Regions from separate parts of the Oryctolagus cuniculus genome. Here region 1 is linked to region 2. Evidence: chromatin contacts called from public Hi-C data. All regions are on one chromosome and are shown on one strand. The core of a region is the stretch at or near the end of the contact, and the rest is flanking DNA. Distances in the headings are between cores, read along the strand shown.

Region 1 (5,561 bases), core at 3,054-5,553, 270 kb before region 2:
AATTATGACACATGCAAAGTCTCTTACTTTCTGGTTATACTGTAGACATACCAGTGTAAGAATAAAGATAGAGCTTGAATTGCAAGAGTAAGGGAAAGATGTGGTTCATTAATTGCAAACAGATCTATCACACCAATATGAGATGTTAGTAATATGGGAGGTTGGGTGTGGTTTATAGATTGTGACACACATTCTACTCTAAGATGTTAATAGGGGAAACTGGGTATGTATCTTATGGGAACTCTTTGTAGTACTTCACAATTTCTCTTTTGTAAACAAAACTATTCTGAAATTTAATGCAAAAGTTGCTTAATACAACATATTCAGCTAGCAACAGATTTGGAACCTATTGTGGCTTTGGAGATAAAGAGCATGTCTTTTAAAATAAGGTGAGAAAAGCGACTAATCAGCATAGCAGAGGCTGTAACAGGCAGCAGCAATCAGCGGTGTTCTAACAGAGAACAATGCTCCACTCTCAGTAGATTCTACACAATTGTTCTGAGCAGGAAATAATCTGAAGTTATCAGACTGCAGGTCCTTTGGGGGCTCAACAAATGCTGGCTACTGTCACTATCAATGAAATGTGCAGGTGTAGTTTCAACTCCTGTACTTGGTATTTACAACATGTACCAAAGTTCCCAGCACAAAGGCTGGAGAGCAACTTCACTGTCTGAACACAGGAACAAGTCAACCAAATCCGCATCAGCTTTGTCTGCCTTTCCCTCCTTCTCAGTCTTGTTCTTTTTCCCTGCCCATTTAAGCCTTAACAGTCGCTTCTCCGCTCTGCTTCAGTTTTTCTTTATCTGGTCTTTTTGATTTGTTTCATTTTGTCCCTTTCAATTTCCCCTTAACTGACTGCATGTACAAATCAACAGATTTCAGGGTAAAAATCGAAGAATCAGCACATTTTTCAACTTACATCCTTCTCCAAACTAAAAGAAATTATAGAAAATTTTTTTAAAGTCATAAATCCTCAAGGACTAAAACTCTCGAGAGGATGTCAACAATATTTTACAACCTAAAAATCAGATGGTAGACTGCAAATGACTCAGAAAGCCTGAAAAATCTGAACTCCAGCCTGGTGGGTGAAGAGGCCCCTAAACTGGCATGGTTCTGTGAAGGATTCCACAAATGCCAGAATTATTCAGGAACTGAGCTTCCGGGGTACTTCTGACAGGGACAATCAAGGCAGAACTGCATATGCTTAAGAAGAGAGAAACCCTCTCCAACCTCAGCGTAAGTTGGAAAAGCTGCCATCTGGAGATCGCGAATTAGGAATTCTAGCGAGTGCCAGACACAGGTTGGAGCACAGCTACAAACTGAAAATCAGTGATTTTCAGGGAAGAAAAAGACTCCCAGTCCTTCCCCAACTCGGATTCCAGAACAGAACCAGCCAGACTTGTACCTTACAATCAAAGTTTTCTCAAGGAGTTTTGATCAAACAAAAAGAAATTGACTGGAGAGTGACAGCTACTAACAACCCAGGGGTTAGAAAAAAATCCCTCCCACGAACACTCACAAGGCAGTTAGAATCCACACCTCATTCCCTCACCCTTAAATTGGAGCGGTGAGCCTCCAATTGCTGACATTTAAAGAAAGCCTGCAACACAGCAGATAGCAATTGAATCAGGAGTAACTTAAAAGCAACAGACATTAGAGGCAGAGGAAAATAACCCAGAAAAAGTTTTCTCAGAATATAACAAAAAAATTTTTTAAATCAATTCAAAATTAACCAGATGCTACCAAAAAGGGATACCCAGGACAAAGGACATTTTGGAGTTAGAAATCCAACAGCATGGGGCTGGCACTGTGGTGCAGCAGGCTAAGCTGCCTCATCCTATCTGGGCACCAGTTCAAGTCCTGCTTGCTCCACTTCCAATCCAGCTCTCTGCTAATGTGCCTTGGAAATCAGCCGCAGGTGACTCAAGTCCGTGGGCCCCTGCACCTACCTGGGAAACTGGCTGAGGCTCCTGGCTTTAACCTGGCCCAGTCCAGCTGTTGCAGCCATCTGGGGAGTGACCCAGCAGATGGAAGATCAATTTCTGTCTAACTCTGCCGTTCAAGTAAAGATATCTCAAAAAAAAAAAAGAAAAATAGAAAGAAGGAAAAGTAAACCTTCCAAGAAAAGTGGCAGATATAGTTGCAGAAATCCCTCAGATACTTAGAAAAATGACAAAGTAAAAACTAGAAAATCAGCCTAGGAGATACAACATGTATACAGGAATTCCAGAAAGAAAATATAAGAAAATTAATGAATACAAGACAAATAAACAAACCAGTAAACATTTCCAGACTGGAAGTATATGAATTTTCACATTGAAAAATCCACTGAATGATCAACATGAAAGAAAACAAACTCAAAAAAGGTCTTTCTCAATGAAATTACAGAGAAAATACAATTCCTTGGGTTCCATTCCTTAAAATTAGTTCCTTGTCAAAAGAAAAATGGGATTGACACTGGACTACTAGATACAACCTTGAAAGGTAGTAGACAATGAAGCAACAATGCTTAAGAAAAATTTTCTATCTAATTTTTGCTGTGGAGGAAAATTGTCAGAGGTGAGAGGGAGGAAGGTTTTTGGAAAATGTCATTGTCCATCCTTTAAGAAGCCATAACAGGGGTATCAACAATCACACAGCATGGGATGCAGAAACCAGCCAGGGCACCAGCACAGAACAGCGTGGCTATCCCCAGTGATGCTCAGGGGAGATCCCAGGGCAAGTGCAGCTTGACCACGAGGAACAAGTCCTGAACGGAGCAGATGCTGAGAACGACCAAGGTGATTAAACTTACAGGGTGGAGAAGATTTTCAGATTTCTATCAGAATCATGGGGGTGAATCATGATATCTAAGTATTAAATCAAAATATCTATTTTCTTAGATTTTAATAAGTTTATCTAGGGCTTCATTGTGAGGGAGAAAAAGCATCACAGTCATGGTAATTGCTCTGTATTCAGTTTTTCTATCAAACTAAAAATAACATGGGAAAATGGGAAAGCTTATGCCACGTGTTCGTGGGTTAGAAAAGATGATTACATTTTCATTCACACAGGGTATGTAAGCAGATAAACAATCAATAGTTTAAAAAAGATGAATTTATTTGAAGGGCAGAGTGGTAGAGAAAGATGGAGAAAAACACAGATAGCTCATCTGCTGGTTTACTCCTAAATGGTTCACTCTGTCAGCAACCACTCCTGGGCCAGACTGAAACCAAGAGCCAAAAACTCCTTCTTCGTCTCCCATGTGGGAAGTGGGGGTCCCAGTACTGGGCCATTGTCTACTCCCTCTGCAGATGCAGTAGTAGGAAGTTGGATTAGAATCGGAACAGCCAGGACTAAAACTGGCCCTCCAATAGGAGAGGCAGCGTTGCCGACTGCGGCTTACCCCACTGCACCGTGGCACCAGCCCCAGAAGTCAGCACTTTCTTCAAAGTCAATTATTTATCAATATGGATATAATTACCCAAGGCAGCAGCTAACCTGGTTGAAAGTGGTTACACTGGCGAAGAGAGAATGGAGAGAGAAGGGAACCAGAGACTTCTGCTGCTCACAACTGACCTTGTCAAACCATTGACTTTGTAAAATTGATGGGTATGAACTACTTTGATATAAAAGTTAAAAAGACTTTAAATGATTTATTTAAACATTCTTCTTTTCCGTATTTTAAAAACACTGATGGTTTGTCAAGTCTTTTGTTTGACCTGCAGGATCACATTTTTAAAAATTCAGATGTGATCCTCACTTTCTTTTCCTCCCTGCAGGTTATGGGGCTGAAACAGAATGAGGTAAGCCATTGCTATTCAGGAGAAAATGCCCCATGAATTCTTTCTACCCCCATCTACTCCAGGCTTTGTGGACCTCTGTACTTAGCCATGGTTCTAAGGCTCTAATGCTTTGTAAGTGCTTCTCCCTACGTCCAACACTTTCTGGTAGGCCATGAATTGCTTCAAGACAGAGAACACATCTTATTCATCTCTGTACGTCCAGTGCCTGGCCCCAAGCCCAGAAAAAAAAATAATTAATCAACAAAAGATCATTATGTTAAGGAGGGAGAAGAAGAAAAAAAGGGGAATGGGAGAGGAGAGGCAGAGACAAAGATGATAAGGAGTAAGAAAGGGTTATTTATGAGCAATTGTCTGGATTTTGGATATGACTCATAGGAAAAGAAGATGTCTGGCATGTTTCATAATTTAGCAGTCCAGGAGAGGAACGGAAGCTGTGAAAGAACGCACAAGGACAGCCAGGGAGTTAGAAACATACAGGAAACGTGGCATGCGAGAACAGCCAGCTAGAAAGTGCTTCAAGCAGCAGCTCATCGTCTACACCATCAGTGCTGAGAAACCGGGTTGGATGAGGACAATCGCCCACACAGCTTGGCATGCCGAGCGCGCTGGTGCCCTTGACAACAGCAACTTCTTGGGCAAGGTTGAAGGACAAGCCGCCATGGGCTGATGTGTGGGAAGGTACTGGCTGGGGGAGAGTCAACCCTGCAAGGGAGTTGACAATGAGAGAGGACTGGTGGCTTCACTGCATGCTGTCGCTGAAGTGTCACGAAGGCAGAGTTGTGCGCTGAGAGGGAGGATCCAGCAGAGGGAGCAGTTGATGATGGAATAGGAAGGAGGCACCCTCTGAGAAGACAAGGCTGTGAGGAGCGAGCTGGCCCAGCAGTGAGCACGCACGTTTTCCTGTGCGGTGAAGGAGGTATCCCGTGAACAAGAAGGCGGGTTGGTAAGAGGACCGTGTTTGAGGGCAAAATAGTTCCCACCTACTGAACTTTGATGAAATGTGTGGTATTCAGAGAGGGTGAAAAGAGAAATGGTCGTTTCACATGGAGTAAAATTGAGCGTCACAAATCGGGTGAGGGCAGGCAGATTCCATATAGTTTTTCAGAATAAGATATATCCGCCCCCCTACAAATCTAACTACAATGCAAAGTTGTGGATCGCAATTCTAGAGAATATTAGATGTTATAAGTCTGCAAAAGAGGAAATAGAAATTCAGTTTTAGAACAGAACTAAAACCCAAGCAATCGTCCCAATATTTTGAGCCTTAATATTTTGAGCTCAAGGCAATAGCTCGAAGCACATACATGCATGCTGCTTCACCAAAAACCTAACAGTCATTCAAACTGCCGAAGTAGTACATGCCAAGTGTGCGAAGTGTCTGTACGCCTGGTTTTAATCCCCATAACTCTACAAAGTACTTATTTGATTTCTAAAAATGAGAACGTGAATTCTCTAAAAGGTTACCTCAATGTAAGTCTCGCAGCTACCAAATAGCTGGAAATTTTTTAAATTAAGTCTGATTTCCAAGTCCATTTCTTTTTACGACACTAGTTCAAAGACTTTATGACACTATATTCAGAGACTTTCATGGCTTCATGAAAACCTGTAATTTAAGAAACACTCCAAATATAGAATTCATCCATTTTAAACTCCATTTTTCAGCTTATTCTTAAGTAGCTATGCATGTCTCATGTAACGGTGATACAAACTGAATTCATCCTCCTTTTAAAGGTATATATTACGGGCTGGTACTGTGGTGTAGAAGGATAAACCTCC
Region 2 (5,611 bases), core at 248-2,747:
GACTTTAAAGCTCTGTTGGTTCTCTATGGTATATTCTGAGGAATCTTTTGCTGGACACTTTAAGATTATTTCTTTAATGCTTCTTCTCTTTTACAGGCTTATGATGCTACCCATCTTGTGAAGTCCTATACAGGGTCTCAGCTGGACATACTAATTGATCAAGGAAAAGCGGATGAGTTTTATGACCAGTTACTCCCTGAGAATTTCATAGCTGCCTGTACAGAAAAGAAAATCCCTGTTGTTTTTAGATTACAAGAGGTAAGTACTAGGAGCTTTTAGCTTGACCACAATATCATAACTATAAGAAAGCAAGATTGCATTGTTCTTTGGCTTTATTTTAGAATATGAAATACTGCCTTCAGTAAGGTAGTTTCCAGTCCTATTAAAATACTTGAAAAGTCCCCATTAAATTATACCTAAGACCAAATTTGATAGAAATAGGAAAGCTTTTGGCAGTGAAAAATACCTACAGCTTTCTCCTCACCCTCATACTGATAAATAACAAGTTTAGTGCTTGAGTGCTACATAGTCTTCAGCGTTCACGGACACACCTCTTCATGCATGCCCCACTGTTGGCAGTGGAATACAAAGATGGGCATCTTAGCCTCCAGAGCGGAGCACTGTTTATCTCACACACAGGCACTTCTTATCTGTTATATGACTTGGCTATTTTTAGTTGAAGACTAATTACTGTATTTCAATTGACTTGAAAGTGTTTCCTGACTAAAACACTTGATTCTCTACCATACACCTTACTCAAAGAAATTTTGCTTTTATTTAAAAAATACAAAATCTAAGATAAAGTCAGGATAAAAAAAGGAACACTGAAAATTATACCTGATCATTATTTTTAAGACTATGATTTTCATTCCTAAGAGTAATGTTAAATGACAGGCACATTAAAATGTAATTTTGATGGTAAATGTTCATATATCAATAAGGCATTGCACTTTGTGGTATATTTCAGTTTACAAAATGTTTGAACAGCACAAACTCACTTCAGCGTTGATACCACTAAATAAGTTTATTCCTTTCTTGTTCATCTGTTTGAGAGGTGAGGGGACAGATCCAGAAAAAACCTCCTGAGCTAAGGTCACAAAGCTAGGTCTGCTGAACCAGGGTTGGAGGCAAGGTCACTTGACTGCAGGTTCTGTCTTCTGTCATCCGCCTAGCTTCTGAGGAGCACAAGGAGCAGATGTGCGTTACCTCCGGCTTGTCTAACCTGTACAGCAGCTCTCAGCAATCTCCTTTCATTATGGTCATATATGGCGTGTGAATTTTTTTAGATTTATATGAACATTTACCATCACAATCAGATTTTAAGTCAAACCAACCTTGAGAAATCTGAATACCAATTTGATGATAAAAACAATACTGTGCTTAACCATATTAATTGTAGCTGTAAGTGATGTAAGAAACCATGTTTATTTCTGAATGACCCGAGGTTCTTGGCATCAGCCACGCTTGGTGCCTCATCTGCTTCCCTTGAGGCCATGCTAAGAATTCTGTTGTTTCTACAAAGTTTCTGCCTGCCAACAAAGTCTGAAAATCCCTGGAGTTCTTTTATAAAAACAGCATAAAATTAGAACACAGATGACATTCTTGTGGGGGGAAAGTAAATCAACTTATTTCTCAAATGTCTGTATCCCAAGCAACTATAATAACATAGTTGGCTGTACTTAATGAGGAGTCAAGACAAAGCCGTCAACTCTCCTTAAAAAAGAAAGTGTGGCGTCACCACAGTCACGGTCCTGAGCCAGGGACAATTTTGTGTTTGCTTTCTTGCCAGCAAGGTCAGTCTGAAGCAAACTGTATTTGAGTTTGTTGTAATCAAGTCAACAGCCAAGTGGACAGGTCTGAGTAGTGGCTCCAGGGAGGCCACATTCAGAGTTCTGGCCAACTCCCATTGACTTCCAGTTGCTTCAGGTCTGAGAGCTTCATTACCAGCCTCACTGGTTAATGATGAGCACTGTGTAACTATTTCTTTGTGAAGTGGAAGCTACAAAACGCAAAGTCATCTGGAAATAGAGAGTATATATACAAGTAACTGACCTAAGAAAATCATTTCAATCATGTACATGATTTGCCCTTCATTCATTTTCTTCTTTATCCTGGTGCTAAATGCTCAGTTTATTTATACTTTATCAACTGTCAAATTGTGTTGAGAAGTGGATATAAGTGCATGGGATTTTTATTTGGTTAGAATTTTAATATACTATGTTTTATTTATTTATATATTATATGTGTATGTTTAAATGTATATAATGTCTTGACTTCAGATACTATAAATTGGAAAAAAAAACCAATAAGTAGCAGAATCCGATATCTAGTGTACAGAGATCAAATCTTAGCCAGAAAAGGAAGTACTTGGGGCTGGCACTGTGGCATAGTGGGTAAGGACTCCGCCTGCAGTGCTGGCATCCCATATGGATGCTGGTTCAAGTCCTGGATGCTTCACTTCTGATCCAGATCTCTGCTGTGGCCTGGGAAAGCAGTGGAGGATGGCCCAGGTCCTTGGGTCCTTGCACCTACATGGGAGACCTGGGGGAAGCTCCTGGCTTTGGATCAGCGCAGTTCTAGCCGTTGTTGCGGCCAGTTGGGGAGTGAAACAGCAGAAGGAGAGGCAGAGAGAGAGAGGTCCTCTTCTCTTTGTAACTCTGACTTTCTAGTAAATATTTAATAATTAAAAAAAAGAAAAGTACTTAAAATCTCAGTGACTGAGGAAAATTCCAGAAAGAACATTCCCTTTTTGGGGACTAGAAAGGGAGGACTGTCATACCTCTTCAAGTCTTAGAAGCTCTTTGAAAACTCCAAGGCTGCTTTGGCCCCTGCATCTACCTCTTAGAGAATTCCAGAAATGCCAGGCCCCCTCACTCATCTCTGTATCCTAGCTTAACACAATTACCTAGCACATAGATTCTCAGTGTGTGTTAAAGAAACAAATGAATACCTTCGAGCATAGCCAGGCTTTTCAAATTGAGTGGGGAAAATGTGGGAACATACTGCCTGTTAGAATAAATGTCCATTGCAGCTACTGCTGCACTGTTTCCTTTTTGCGAGTTGGGCGAAGGGTGACAGAATGCATTCATGTATTTTCAAACTCCAGGAGTCGGAGCTGTGCCACCAAGGATTTCTCCACTTCAAGTGTGAGGCAAAGGACAAAACAAAGGCCCTAATTACACACAGTGGCACCACATGCCTAACATACCCGACCAGCTCAGTGAACGAAGCCACCCCTGTTTAGTGAGATCGATAAACAGAACTTGAAACTAGTCAGGGGTGACACTGGAGCTCCAATTCTGTAACAGCCTGGAGAACTCAAAATTGGCACTTTGGCTTTTCCTGAGCCTTCTCTAACGATGACACCAGCAGCGGCGGAGGCTACCTGTTACCTGCCGGTAGCTGTGCCGGGCATGTCACACAGGTGAAATGGAGAGGAAACCTGGCGCGAGAGCTCTGACTCGGGCTTTTGTCACATACGTTTGAGACATCTGTTTCCTACACCTACATTTTCTATCGGATCCATCTTTTGATGTGCTCAGAATGGCAGTACATTTCCTAGGTATTGTGGCCTAAAAATCAGCCTGTTTAATTCACAGTTCAGGAATTAGAGTGGAAGGCACTTTTCTTTAAATACTTTTGTGTAAGAAACTGCCTTTAGTTCTAAAGTTAATCAGATGGAACTGGTCTGATCACAGGGAGACGTAAATCCAAGTAATTCAAAGTTCAGCCTTCATCTTGCCAACATTCCTGTCCGATTTACTTCCCTGATAGAATTTTAAATTACTTTGACTTCAAGCTAGAACGTTTCATTAACTCCTGAGATACACATTCTATACTTTTCTGGAAGTAACAGATTGAGAACATTCACTGATTCACCAGAACCTTGTGGATTGCCCTTGTTTCCTGAAACCAATGGTTTTTTTAGTCTATTTTTATTTCTTTTGTGCTTATAAAAATTCCTGTTTTCCCCCAGAGACCATTTACTAGTTAAACTTAAAAAAAAATCTTTGCTAGACTTTAACCTATGGCCATTTATTCTACCTTGTATTTGCCCAGTGTAGCTGGGCAGCAAGGCTGTTCTAAAATTGTTTTTTACACCCTTACAAAATCTTTCCCACATTAATTTCTTTTTCCTTTAAGAGCTACCACTCTTTATATATTAGCATGGTGTCAGAAGAGACTGCCTCCTGTTTGCCTACAACACTAGTTGTAATTGACAGGACAGATTGAGATGTTTCAACTCAGTTGCTTGGCACATTGCATTTTCTGTTTCATGGTAGTTTTCAAATGGTTTGATTTTTTTTTTCCCCCAATTTGATATATTCCTAGGGAATGTCCACATGTAATGAATTATTCCTTTCTCCAAGAAAAGATATGAAGTGCTTGTATAGGAGGTAGAATTCTTGTTTTTGTTTTTAAGTGTTTGTTTTCATATACTTGAAAGGCAGAGTGACAGAAACAGACTACCTGTTCACTCCCCAAATGCCTGTAACAGCTAGGGCTGGGAAGGCCGAAGCCAGAAACCCAGAACCTAATATATGTCTCCCATGAGGGGGAGGTAGCCGAGCACCAACTACTTGAGCCATTACCAGCTGCCTTGTAGGGTAGGCATTAGCAGGAAGCTAGAACAGAAGCTGTGTAACCAACACCAGTATGGGTTGGGGTGCTGTGAGCAGCGGCTGAACCCCCAATGACCACCCAGGAAGTGGAATTCTACGGGATTTATAATGGCTGTATTTTACTTCCCAAGCAGGGATAGAACGTTTGATCATTTTTATGTTCTTTCCTTGTACTTTTCATGTTGCTTATGTTGTATTTTAAATCATTACTTATTGATGTTAATGTACTTATTTTGTTAGTTGAAATGTTCATGCTTCTAAGTGTTTTTAAATCTTGATTTTTTTAATCCTTGTTGCATAACCACTTGTCTACTCTGCACATTTAATTACTGTATTTTCTGTCTTATGTTAACGGTAGCATTTAGTAGCTTGGCTATGTAGAATGTTTCCTCCATGCTTTTGTTGCCCTTTTGACGTATAATGAAACCATTTGAGTACAACAAACAACCTTGATTTTGATTGTAAACCTTTCATGAACTAGTATTTTGACTACTTAGAAGCAAATGAAGTGCCAGGAGAGAGAATGCCCCTGGCACTGAACTGTCTGAATGGTAAACAGATGTCTTCTCTCTATTTCATCTTCTAGGGTTATGATCATGGCTACTACTTCATTGCAACCTTTATTGCTGATCACATCAGACATCACGCCAAATACCTGAATGCATGAAAAGCTTCACAGAAGAGAATCACTTCTGGATTATGAAAGTTCTAATAAAGAGAATTGCTGCAAGATTTCAAAACATTGGATTTTATAGTGCTAAAATGGTTTCATTCTACAATTGAATCACCTTCTGAATAAACAAACCTACTTTTGACTTAGTTATTTTAGCATTGTTCACATTGAAAAGTACTACTTTATAGCTTTTTCAGTGTCACTTGGAAAGCCTTGTTGTATTAACCACAAATATTGTCCAGTCACATGCACAGATTTAACTTGAAGTCAAAGAAAAGTAATGTATTTTGTAAATACTAAAATGTATTCCTTTAAG

What was found. A called contact is a pair of places that touch in the nucleus more often than the background predicts.
Region 1: a Hi-C map of an unstated tissue shows a contact between it and region 2, with 3 times the contacts expected there. The contact joins two enhancer-like sites. A contact is called at or near these places in 2 of 6 Hi-C or Micro-C datasets (ear pinna and an unstated tissue).

What each region holds. Positions count from the first base shown.
Region 1 is chr9:66,025,018-66,030,578 of mOryCun1.1, reverse strand. No RefSeq gene overlaps it. Among named protein-coding and RNA genes, the nearest start is that of HTR2A, 130 kb to the right of the region's middle. Within about 2 kb of position 4,303, at least 2 of the 8 cell types and tissues checked have an H3K27ac peak or open chromatin away from gene starts, as enhancers often do.
Region 2 is chr9:65,756,482-65,762,092 of mOryCun1.1, reverse strand. ESD (esterase D) reads left to right here. Exons shown (of 10, transcript XM_002720716.5): 9 at 97-258; 10 at 5,209-5,611. The coding sequence ends at 5,289. Among named protein-coding and RNA genes, the nearest start is that of ESD, 20 kb to the left of the region's middle. Within about 2 kb of position 1,497, at least 1 of the 8 cell types and tissues checked has an H3K27ac peak or open chromatin away from gene starts, as enhancers often do.